Linked DNA regions of Sus scrofa: region 1 is linked to region 2. A link is a contact called in public HiChIP or PLAC-seq data. All regions are on one chromosome and are shown on one strand. Each heading gives the region's core, a stretch centred on a gene start, on an enhancer-like site or on the middle of the called end of the contact. The rest is flanking DNA. Distances are from core to core; before and after follow the strand shown. Region 1 overlaps ZBTB20 (zinc finger and BTB domain-containing protein 20). Region 2 overlaps ZBTB20 (zinc finger and BTB domain-containing protein 20).

Region 1 (5,601 bases), core at 2,940-5,439, 670 kb after region 2:
AAACATCTGCCCTTTTCTTGTTCTTAAATCCTTCCCCCTCACCAGCCCCCTTTCCCCTTTCTCCCAGTTTCTTTCTTTGTTGTCGTTGGCTCGTCTAACTTTTTCATTGGAGCTTTCATTTTCCGGTTGAGGGGCGACTTCATCAGAGTGTATAATTTTAACATTGAGGGAGAGAGGTTGGGAGGGAGAGAGGGTGAGAGAGAGAGAGATTGAGAAGAAGAGAGAGAGAAACTGAAAAGAAAGAAAGAGGCTAAGCGGCCAGAGCTTGGCAAACCAACCTTTGGCATGGTGACCAGGAGGAAGGTTCTGGTCTGGTGAGGAGTTCGCCTGACAAGCTGCCTGGAGTCATCCGGTGTGCTGCTGCCCTCTAAAGGCTCCAGGGGATAATGCACAGCCACCGGGGCTGGGAGAGACTTGCCCTCAGATGTGCCATGTTTATATAATTCTTTTACACAACCAAAGAAGGTTATTTGCAACTAATTACTACATGAGTTACTTTTTCCTCCTTAATAAACTACGAACTGCAAAAATAGGGTCAAAACGACATCTGTGCATGTCTAGACTTAGATTGTTGTTGTCTTAGTGTTTCCCAGCTCTGGAAAAAGGGAGTCTAGAATTATTGGAGAAGAGTGAGGTGGGAAAGGAATTGTTTCTAAGGAGAGTGAGTGGATCTCTGTTATCTGTGCAGGAGTATAAGTGAATGACACTAGGCAAACAGAGGGGTGAGGCCAAAGGGTTGAGGCTTCAGTATTTTCTACACATAGAAGTGGTTGCAATGCCTCTATGCTATGTTCTCCAGAGGTGACCCTTGAGACAACAAACAGGAGGGTATGGTGCCCGACTCATGTAGGAAGCAGAATCAAATCTATGGAGGGAAGCAAGGCCATTGATAAAAAGAACAATGCAACTTTTGCAAAGTTAAAAGAGCAATGTTGGTGAGTTGGCCATGTACTCTTGTTTGAAAGAGACATTCCTTAATTCCCTGAAACACACAGCTGAAGGCTTTGTCCATGAGCATCTTAAATATTTTTTCTAAGTGATATCTGTCACTAGTGTTTCATCCTGATATTTAAATGACTCATGAGGACCAGCCTAGCTTTAGTGAGCAAAATGGTCCTACTCTGATCAGATGCCCTTCATGGGTTCAGAGGAAAAACAGCCAATCAAGGTAGATTTCACTGCTGCATAAGGAGTAGGAGACTTAATTGGGATTCAGACTATAGCTATTCTCGAAATAAACTTTCATTTCAACTCAATTTCATTCCATCAACAAACCTATATTGAATGACAGCTTTGTCTAAGCTACTCTGCTTAACAGTATACATTAGACCGCAAGTCTGGGAGGGCAGAAACCAGCTTGTTTTATTTCCTAGCTCATGCTGGCACATCATAGACACATTATAAGTATTTGTGAAATGAATACATGAATAAATGAGTAGGGGGAGGGAAGGAGGAAGGAACAAATGGATGAACATGGGGAATTCAAAAATAGCTACGACATTTTTTTACCCTCAGAGAGTTTACAGTCTCATAGGGAATAAGCACATAAATAACCATTATTGAAACAAAATTTTAATGAGTAAAATAAGAGAAGTACAGAGTGCTTGGAGATTTCAGAGAAAATTGAGAACGAGCTAGAGAAGTCCTATATGGTAGAGAGGAATCGAGATAATTACAAGATGAGATGGAGACAATATTTAATAAGTATAAAGGAAAGATATGATTTCAGCTATTAGAGTTTTTAAAAAGTCATTCAAAGCGAGGGAAATAACCTGAGTAAAGATACAGAGCCAAAGATATAGATCTCCCAGGATGTTCTGGGAATACTCAAGGTATGTGAAAGGCTAAGATATGGGACATGGGAGCTAAGGGAGAGCAGGTAGGGAATTCACCTTAGGCCAGGCTACCGCAGTCACCTCAGGTTTAATGAAAGCAAAGCTAGAAAAGTCAAGGGGGGAGTTCCCATTGTGGCCCAGCAGGTTAAGGACCTGACATTGTTTCTGTGAGGATGTGGGTTAGATCCTGGCCTCACTCGTTGGGTTAAGGATATGGCGATGATGCAAACTGTGGTGTAGGTCACAGACGTAGCTCAGTTCAGGTGTTGCTGTGGCTGTGGCCTAGGCCGGCAGCTGCAGCTCCAATGTGATCCCTAGCCTGGAACTTCCATATGCCACAGGTGCAGCTATAAAAAGAAAAAAAAAAAAATCAAGGTGGTGGGTAGTCAGAAAGTAAACAGCAGTCTAAATAAAAAGTGTTAAAGCGATAGCAATGGAAACAGAAAGGAAACAAAGATGTGCAAAATATGAAGGAAGAACAGTTGTCAAGACCTGACACACTGGCTTTAAGGCAGAGGAAGGTGTATGATCCTGAGGTTTCCAACCTGGTGACAGACGGCAGTGATAGAAATAGGAACCGTGGAGGAGGCATGGGTTTTCATGGAAGGAAAGGAGTTGGGCTTTGGAAACTTTGGTCTTGGTCCTTTCCTTACATTGAAAAATAGAAACCAGCTCCTTGGAGGTCCATGAAGACACTCAAGATTTGGGGACTAGTTCTTCAGTCACCCATTCAACAGAGAGTCGGCAAAAGATTGCAGTTTGTCGCTTTTGTATTGTTGCTTTCGTATTGGCTTCCTCCATCCTGAAAAATTTGTCTGAAAGCTCTCCTTCTATTTTCATCTTTACCATGCCATCTCTGCCTCCTGCCCTCAGGAAAAGCAGATTTGATTTCACAACCTGTTGGACCAGAAACACAGCATGCTAATCATAACACCATATTCTGCGAGGGCAGATTTAACTACCCAGTACAACAAATTTCAACACAAAATATTCTGTGTAACAAGTCCATTGCCATGCTTAGAGAAACAAGGGAAACATGGGAACAGACCTACTTACAACAAATTCTGTACTGCACATATCTCCTACCAAAAAGTAAAATAAAAAACTTTCTCTGGTCACCATACATGTGATTCTAGAGAAGGCACCGAGCCAAGGGAATTGGAGGACTGTTCAGGGTATGACAAAGAATCTGGTTTGATGAGGACCAGGGGTGCCTGCAGCATAAGCTAAGCATTTATTCATTTATATCAGTTGCATGGTCCTAGGAGGGGAGCTGACTGATGACTGAGCTCTTTTCCTTCCTATTCCTGGTCCCAAATAACATCCAGTGACAATGACTTTGTAATGCTCTTCACCCATCTCTTCCCAAACACCCAATCACACCCCTGTACTCCAGGATCCTAAACTCAATCAAAAAACAAAGAGAATCTCAAGCATTGGATGAATCAAGAGATGGCATAGAGGATCTCTGTGCGACACCATCCTTCTTTACCTGCTAGAATCTAAACTCTTCGTTTCACTTTTTCATTTACTGCTTTAACAAATCCTTTCCTCACTATCTCTCTCATCAGTACAGCCTGCAAATTTAGATTGTGTGTTGAAATTTGAAATTATGTGTTGATATAAAGTAAAATCTAATAACAGCAAGAAAGTTGACTGTTCCATAATGTGTTCCATGAGTAGAAACTGAAAGCTGGAAGGAACCTTTAAGGCCTTCTAATCCAAGCCCTTTATTTTACAGATGAGGAAACTGAAGCCCAGAGAGGTGAAGTGAGGTGCCCAAGGCCACACAGCAAGTTAGAGGCACAGCTAGTACCATAGCTCAAGTCTCCTGACTCCCAGTCCAGTGCTCCTCCCATTACTCCACGGGTCCTGTCTCTAAGCTTCCTGACAAATGCTAGAACGGTAAAACCTCCACTAGTATTTTTCCAGACCATGTTAAAACTCTTAAGGGGGGAAAAAAGGATGCTTTCTTGGATAATGTCAGCCATACGTAGCTCAAGCTGTCTAAAGTTCTGGGACAGGGTCTTTTTATGCAGCCAACAGAGTCCAAATGTGGTGCTGTTTGCTTGGCCCATATGCTTTCATGTGTTCCCAGTTAGGCCATTACTGGAGGGAAAAAAAACAAGAATCAGCTTGTTTTAAAACAAGGGACATACTGGACTCCCTCCCATCCCCCCTTAAAAAAAATCAAGTTATCTTTAACAGATTCTAAAAATGCCTTTTCCCAAATATGCAGTCAGTTCCTTCAAAGGGCCCTTTGTTTATTTTCAGGAAGAAACCCAAGACAGCTGAAAACCAGAAGGCATCTGAGGAGAATGAGATTACTCAGCCGGGTGGATCCAGCGCCAAGCCGGGCCTTCCCTGCCTGAACTTTGAAGCTGTTTTGTCTCCAGACCCAGCCCTCATCCACCCAACACATTCACTGACAAACTCTCACGCTCACACCGGGTCATCTGATTGTGAGTACGCCGCTAAGGTGATGGTGTCCTCTTAGTGCTTGGAGCAGGCTTCTCCCCCGCCCCGGGGTTCCGGCTTTTTTGTATTCAGAGCAAGCTGTTTCCATTTGCTCTTCCATAGTAGCCAAAAGTAACTTAACCACCATTTTGAGTCAGCCAACATCTAAATTTTCAAAGCTAGAGTGTGTTTTAAAACCAGGTGACCGGCCGTTTGGCTGATTAATTATGTGAACCACTTTCTTTTTCATAACATTAACTCAAAAACTGAAGTCAGGTTGCTGCTTTCTAATGATTCCTTTGTCCCCCTGATCTCAGTCATGGCCCTTCCACCCTGACGAAATTGAACAACCAAATATGGACCTCAGAAGGCCAGTTAGACACAAGGGAACGTCCATTTTGAAATTACATTAACGCAAGTCAGCTTTGCATTAATTCTTGTAGCTTGGCTGAATTTCTGTCTTTCCAGTTTTCAATTTATTTTGAAGTGGTTAAAGGATAGCATAAATTTACTGAAGAAAAGAGAATGGCTTCCAAGAATTCAGAAGCCACCCAGACTTCACGTAGCCAATAAGAATCCAGGTTAAAAATATTTTTTAATTAAAAAAACTGCCTACGGGCTAAATTTGGAAATGGGCAGCTTAATGAGATTGTCGCTATTGAAGTCACTTCATTGCTGTTTATTTTTGCTGTCTTCCCACTAATCTGAGAGTCACTTCTTCAAATTCTATTTTAAGAAAGTTGATAAATCACGGTTAGGAGATATTTTTCTCTTTCTGAAGTGTAACTCAATACTTCAGAGAGAAAGAAACACGTGTGTTGACAATGGAAAGGAATGGAATAACTTGGAGTCCAGTCCGAAAGAATTTAGTCTTGAGATTCCCAACAACTATTCAGAACTGATCTCCATAACGATGTCAGGCAAAGAGCTGGTGGTTCTTCCTTTATTTTCAAAAAAGGACTCCATTTATCCTGTCCACAGAGCAAAAATTATTAATTAGGAAATGAGATTCTAAATATCCTATTGTTATTTTTCTGACAAAGCAGACGTAAAACTCTGCAAAAGGGGCGAGAGCTAAACGAGGCTGGGACATTCCATTCCCTACTTTTTTCATCACAATTGTCTCTAGATAAAGGGACGCAACCCAGGAGTTGGGGTTGGGGTGAAGGAGGCTTGTTCAACTCATGACTGAGCTGAGACCATGCTCCAGCTGTCACTAGAAAACAAAATGAGAAATAACAAGATCCAAATCTCTGCAGCCCGCGTGCTTTCTACAAAGCTGCTGCTTTTATAGAGACACTTGCAGGTC
Region 2 (5,782 bases), core at 3,271-5,770:
TTGTTTGTGATTGCATCAATTGGTTTTTATTTTCAAATTAGAGGTCTGTTTAGCCATTTGAATGATTAACCAAATAAATGGGTGAAACCCTGATCATAAGGAATAGTGCAGGTTTTCATTTGCAAGGCAATGTTAGTATACAGCAAGGCAGTGATCATGTTTTTTTTTTACCAATGTACCATTTTTATGTTTTTTTTAAACCTTTTTTCAGAAGCTACTTGTGGAGATAGTTCTCATTTTTATAAATGTAGATGTTATCTATATGTTCCAGAGACGCTAATCAGACACTGTAATTATTGTGTCTGAGATACATTCCTGTCAGTCAGTAATGGTGTGTTCAGTGTCCAAAGAATCTATATTATGCTTCTGAAATGTTTATTGGGGAAAACATAAAACAACATAGATTTTTCTTCCTAAACATATTCTTTACAAATTTTAGGGGCTTGACATCTTTTACGGGGAAAGTAAAATATCTCAAAGTAAGCAAAGATGCTGTCTCATCATGGACTCAAATTCTGTGCAGTCAACTACACTATAGACTGGCTTGAATCCAGCTGGACACCAGGGGTCCTTCTCCACAACAAATTTTTTGAAAATATTGTTTATAGTGCTTTGCTATACATTTCCATTATAATTTTTAGTTGTAGGATAAACCTAAATATTAAAGGCGCTTGTAGCACATAGTATTTTTTAATATAAATTGTAGATTAAGATATTCAAGGATTGTAATCCCTTTTATAAATAAGCATACTAAAATGCAAGGAGAAATCTTAGATGTTAATTGGGGCATGGGGTGCTGTAGTTTTTCCAGCTTAATTCTATAGATATGATTTAAATATCCTAGGTTTTGGTTATAGTGCTATAATCCTTCTGCTGGGGTTTAAAAATGGTGATGAAAAGGTAAGATGTTAGAGTTAGTTCTGCTGAACAATGCTGCAGTTCTGTGATTCCCAGAGGTGTGTTGGATTTTGCTTTTCATAGAATCCATGAAAATGAAGATTATTTGACCAAGAGAGGCATTTGTCTTTAATATTGTTTAGTTGACTTGGTTGGGTATTATGTCACTGAGGCATAATTAGGAATTTTTTTCCCACTTGAAGTTTGTAAAGGAGTTCATTTGTATTCTTCCATTATTTTCATGGTTTCCTGTTGTAAAATTTCCTATGCAATTATACATACTTTTAGGTTTTCTCTTCTATGTTAGTCTGTCTATTCATTTGTCATTATTGCATTATTTTAATTTTAGAAGTTTTAAAACATATTTCAATATCTGAAGCGTTAGCCTCCCACCTCACCCCCACCATTGCTCTTTTTTTTTTCCTTCAGAGTTTTTCTTAATTTTCTTACTTGTTATTCCAAATTAACTTTGTAATCAACTAGAATACTTCAAGGGGAAAAAATACTGATGTTACTTTTATAAGAATTGTGATAAATTCATGTATCAGCATGGGGACAATTATTATCTTTATGAGGTTGAGTCTTCTTGTCCAAGAACCTGCTCCCCCCACCACCATTCGTTAAATAACTTCTGTGTCTTTCAGAAGTGTTGTGCAATTTTCCTTTCAGAGCTTTCAGACATTTGCTACTAAGGTTGCTCCTTGGTGTTCTATTCATTCATTTATTTAATTGCTTATTTATTCTTTTATATCCTTATTATCCTAAACAGTCTTTCTTCCATAATATTTTCTGTCTGGTTTTTCATTCTTGTGTAGCAAGGCTATTTATTTTGTACGTTAATTTTGCAGACTCCTACTTTGCAAAATTCTCTTATGTTTGGGGTAGTCTGAGTGGGTTAGAGACCCCTTTCTAGCACATTACTTGGTATCTGTGAACTCATGGGCAACTTATTCTGAGCCATTTTACTCTCCTGTAAAGTGCAGATAAGAAAACCAAACTCCCAGAACTACAGAGACTAAATGAGATCATATAGTAACGACCTAATAGTTTGCCCAGCATGTAGTAGGGACTTAATTATGGATATCCATTAATAATGTAATGTGATACGACTTTATGTAATATTATTATTATTATTATGTATATGTTACATGTGAATGTGTGTGTTTTTTTCCTGCTTTATTGGGATATAGTTGAATATTATTATTATTAAAGTATGGCTAATATGCTATTGAATTATTGAAGGCTTATTGTGCAAGTATTTACTACAGTAATGGAATGGTAAAGAAATGAAAAATGGGAGTTCCTGTCGTGGTGCAGTGGTTAACGAATCTGACTAGGAACCATGAGGCTTTGGGTTCGATCCCTGGCCTTGCTCAGTGGGTTAACGATCCGGTGCTGCTGTGTGCTGTGGTATAGGTTGCAGACATGGCTCGGATCCCGTGTTGCTGTGGCTCTGGTGTAGGCTGGTGGCTATAGCTCCAATTAGACCCCTAGCCTGGGAACCTCCATGTGCCGCGGGAGTGGCCCTAGAAAAGGCAAAAAGACAACAACAACAAAAAGTGAAAAACTTCCTGATAAACCTTTGAAAAAGTGTAAACTTCCTGATAAACCTTTGTGATTTAAGACACTAGAGACTGAAGATTAATTCTGATTAGAATACTTTGTAGGTGTATGCATATATTTTTGTTACTTCTGTTTTAGTTATAATTATTCCACACACACAAAACTCCTTAACTCTAGAGAGTAAGTGGAGGGAACTTCTTGATTAACTAGACTGATTATTAAAAGCAGATCATGTAGGGCATTGATTCTAGTACTTGTTAACTACATAAGTGGATGTGAGCACCTAATTTAAGTCCTATAACCATTATGCTCTACCTTAAGAATTTGGCAACTGTACTACATTTTCTTGGTAAACAATGTACTAACTTTTGTTGGGAGTTCTTGTTGTGGCTCAGCAGTAACAAACCCAACTAGTATCCTTGAGGACATGGGTTTGATCCCTGGCCTTGCTTAGTGGGTTAAGGATCTGGTGTTGTTGTGAGCTGTGGTGTAGGTCCCAGACATGGCTTGGATCCAGCATTGCTGTGGCTTTGGCATAGGCCAGTAGCTACAGCTCCGATTAGACCCCTAGCCAAAAAAAAAAAGTGTTTGAAAATGGTAGTTGAGGAGTTCCTGTTGTGGTTCAGTGGCTCAGTGGGTTAAGAACCTGACATAGTGTTCTGAGGATGCAGGATTGATCCCTGGCCTTGCTCAGTGGGTTAAGGATCCAGTGTTGCTGCAAGCTGCAGTGTAGGTTGCAGGTGTGGCTCACTCAGATCCAAATTTCCTGTGGCTGTGAGGTAGGTCTGCAGCTGCAGCTCCAATTTGACCCATAGCCTGGAAACTTCCGTATGTTGCAGTTGCGGCTATAAAAAGAAAAAAAAGAAAAAGGTAGTTTGTTTTATTGCTGTTATTTTATTATTACATTTACCAGTTCTCTATTGCCACCTACTTCTACTGTATTTTCCACCTGTATTATTTCTTACTAGTATCATTCCTACTAGTACTTGTTTTTACTGTTTTTGTGGCATTAATTTTATACTGCTTTATCTAATAATTATATTAGTATGCCTAGAATAAGTTGTAAAATATGTCTCTTAATAATTTAAAAATAAACATAAAAATATATCTATAATTTGCCAATATTGAAATTTGCTAAGGGTGAAGTAAGACTTCTTTACTGGAGCATGTGAAAGCTTTAGTTGCTTATGGATGAAATTTCTGAGGAGCTGCAAGTATAGAGAATAATTTCTCTCAAAGAATTGTAGATACATTTTTGTCACAGCTTAGAGATTCCCAGAGTCCTAGTCGTTACTCCTCCAAACCTCTTAGTGCTCCTTTGTTCATCCATTCATATGGAAAACAACAGAAGAGTATCTGCTAGATAAAAAACGTAGTTCTGGGTGGGTGTGAGATGAACCAATAGCAAGATTACTTAGATGAACTGTCTCTATTCAAGAAGTCTAGCAGGCTATTCAGACAGGAAACAACTAGGTTATGTGCAAGGACTTTGGAGCCAGATTATTTGGTTTCAATTTCTGCTCTGAAACTTACTAGTCGTGTAACTTTAGGCAAGTTATTTATTCTGTGTTTCAGTTTCCTTACCTACAAAATGAGGCTGAAAATAATACTATTTAAGATTTTCATGAGGATTAAATGATTGGGTTCATGTACAGCATTTAGAGCAATAACGTAATAAGCTCTCAATAAATGTTGGTTAACATTAATATAATTATTAGATAAAGCAGAATAAAATTAATGCCACATAAATAATAAAAACATAGTACTATAGTATTAAAGAGGATGATAACACCAACTTTTACTGTGGTTGGGGGCAATGGAATTAGAGTTTTCTTGGGTGAAGTAATGATTTAACTGAAACCTTGAAACATGATTTCTGTAGGGCAAGGAAAATGGAGGGGTAGGGATGAGTTGATTTCTAGGCTAAGTGAATAGTCTAGCAATTATTTAAAGGTGGTAGAGAAGTAAAAAGCAAAACCTCTTGGACTTGGTAGTCAGAAAGACTCTCTGTCTGAGGCCCAGATCTATTCCATATTAGCAGTGTGGCCCTGGGCAAGGCAGGCTCTGTTCACGTTCTTCTTCCCTGAGATGTGGTCTGGTAACTTTCTCTAGGCAGTAAGCTATAGCAGTTATGGGGCTGACCTTGCAATGTGCTGCCTGTTGTCCAGTGTTTATAAACCATTATTTTGTCTAGTTTTTAGTGTTTAGGGCTAAGTCCTGTTTCTGCTACTCCACTGTTTTCGGAAGCAGAGGACCAACATATTACTTTCACTTTTCTCCTCATTGAGTTTTGAGCTTGTCACTGAATTCGGTTAGTACACTGTGGTTAGTTATCCTTTTTGTACTCACTACAATTTTTGGTTTACTTCTCTGCCTCTTCACTACGCAGACTTTTTTGAGAATGGGGACTATTGTCTGGTTCATCTTTATCCCAACTACCAACCCACTAGTGTAGAGTGTGAATCATAGCAGGCAGTTACTGGATATCTTACATTCAATTTAATTACTGTGAATGGTAGTTTAGTGATGTACTATGAAAAACTTTAAATGCTATGCTAGAGTTTGGGCTTATTTCAGTAAAGCACCCAGGATTTTTGAGAAGGTGAGGGAAATTCCTTGAGCCTTTTTTTTTTTTTAAGAAGATAACTCTAGAAGTGTAAAGATGGATGATAGACGTTAGAGGATGCAAGTACTTAGATTACTTAGGATTCTATGCATTAACATTAGGAGTAGAGGCATTGATAGGATCTGGTGATTGGACAAGAGCTGCTAAAAGGGATGGTGAGAAAAATGATGACTCAGGTTTTCAGAATGGTTGATCAATTCCTTTAGGAATGAAATATTAAATTCTTTGGCAACTAAATGAAGGATTTTAGTATAAAAATTTGAGAAAAAAATTCACAATGTAAAGAAGTAACTAATGCTAAGGATTTATCTAAATTGTTTAGTTTTTTACCAGAAGCAAGCTTGAATTTAATTTTTTTTTTTTTTGGTATTTTTAGGGCAGCACCCATGGCATATCAAACTTCCCAGGCTAGGAGTTGAATCAGAGCTATAGCTGCTGGCCTGTGCAACAACCACAGCAATGTAGGATCCAAGCTGTGTCTGTCAGCAACCTACATCACAGCTTAGAGCAATGCCCAATCTTTAATGCACTGGGCAAGGCCAGGGTTTGAACCCATGTCCTCATGGGTACTAGTTGGTTTGTTACCGCTGAGCCACTATGAGAAATCTGAATTTAAAATATTTAAAAAAAAAATGAATTGTGGGTTTTATCTTATTATGTGAGGATAATTTCCTATTGACTACAAATATCATTGTC

What was found. HiChIP or PLAC-seq counts read pairs in DNA pulled down with a chosen protein or histone mark.
Region 1: an H3K27ac HiChIP or PLAC-seq map of skeletal muscle shows a contact between it and region 2, with 5 times the contacts expected there. The contact joins two enhancer-like sites. A contact is called at or near these places in 1 of 47 Hi-C or Micro-C datasets (embryonic fibroblasts) and 2 of 2 datasets of contacts at active chromatin or transcription factors (alveolar macrophages and skeletal muscle).

The regions. Positions count from the first base shown.
Region 1 is chr13:145,596,327-145,601,927 of Sscrofa11.1, forward strand. ZBTB20 (zinc finger and BTB domain-containing protein 20) reads left to right here. Exons shown (of 10, transcript XM_021071270.1): 7 at 3,577-3,740; 8 at 4,110-4,297. The coding sequence starts at 3,730. Among named protein-coding and RNA genes, the nearest start is that of DRD3, 170 kb to the right of the region's middle. Within about 2 kb of position 4,190, at least 27 of the 83 cell types and tissues checked have an H3K27ac peak or open chromatin away from gene starts, as enhancers often do. A contact at or near this core is called in skeletal muscle, where this site is marked.
Region 2 is chr13:144,928,616-144,934,397 of Sscrofa11.1, forward strand. All of the region lies in intron 2 of ZBTB20 (zinc finger and BTB domain-containing protein 20), which reads left to right. Among named protein-coding and RNA genes, the nearest start is that of ZBTB20, 76 kb to the left of the region's middle. Within about 2 kb of position 4,521, at least 29 of the 83 cell types and tissues checked have an H3K27ac peak or open chromatin away from gene starts, as enhancers often do. A contact at or near this core is called in skeletal muscle, where this site is marked.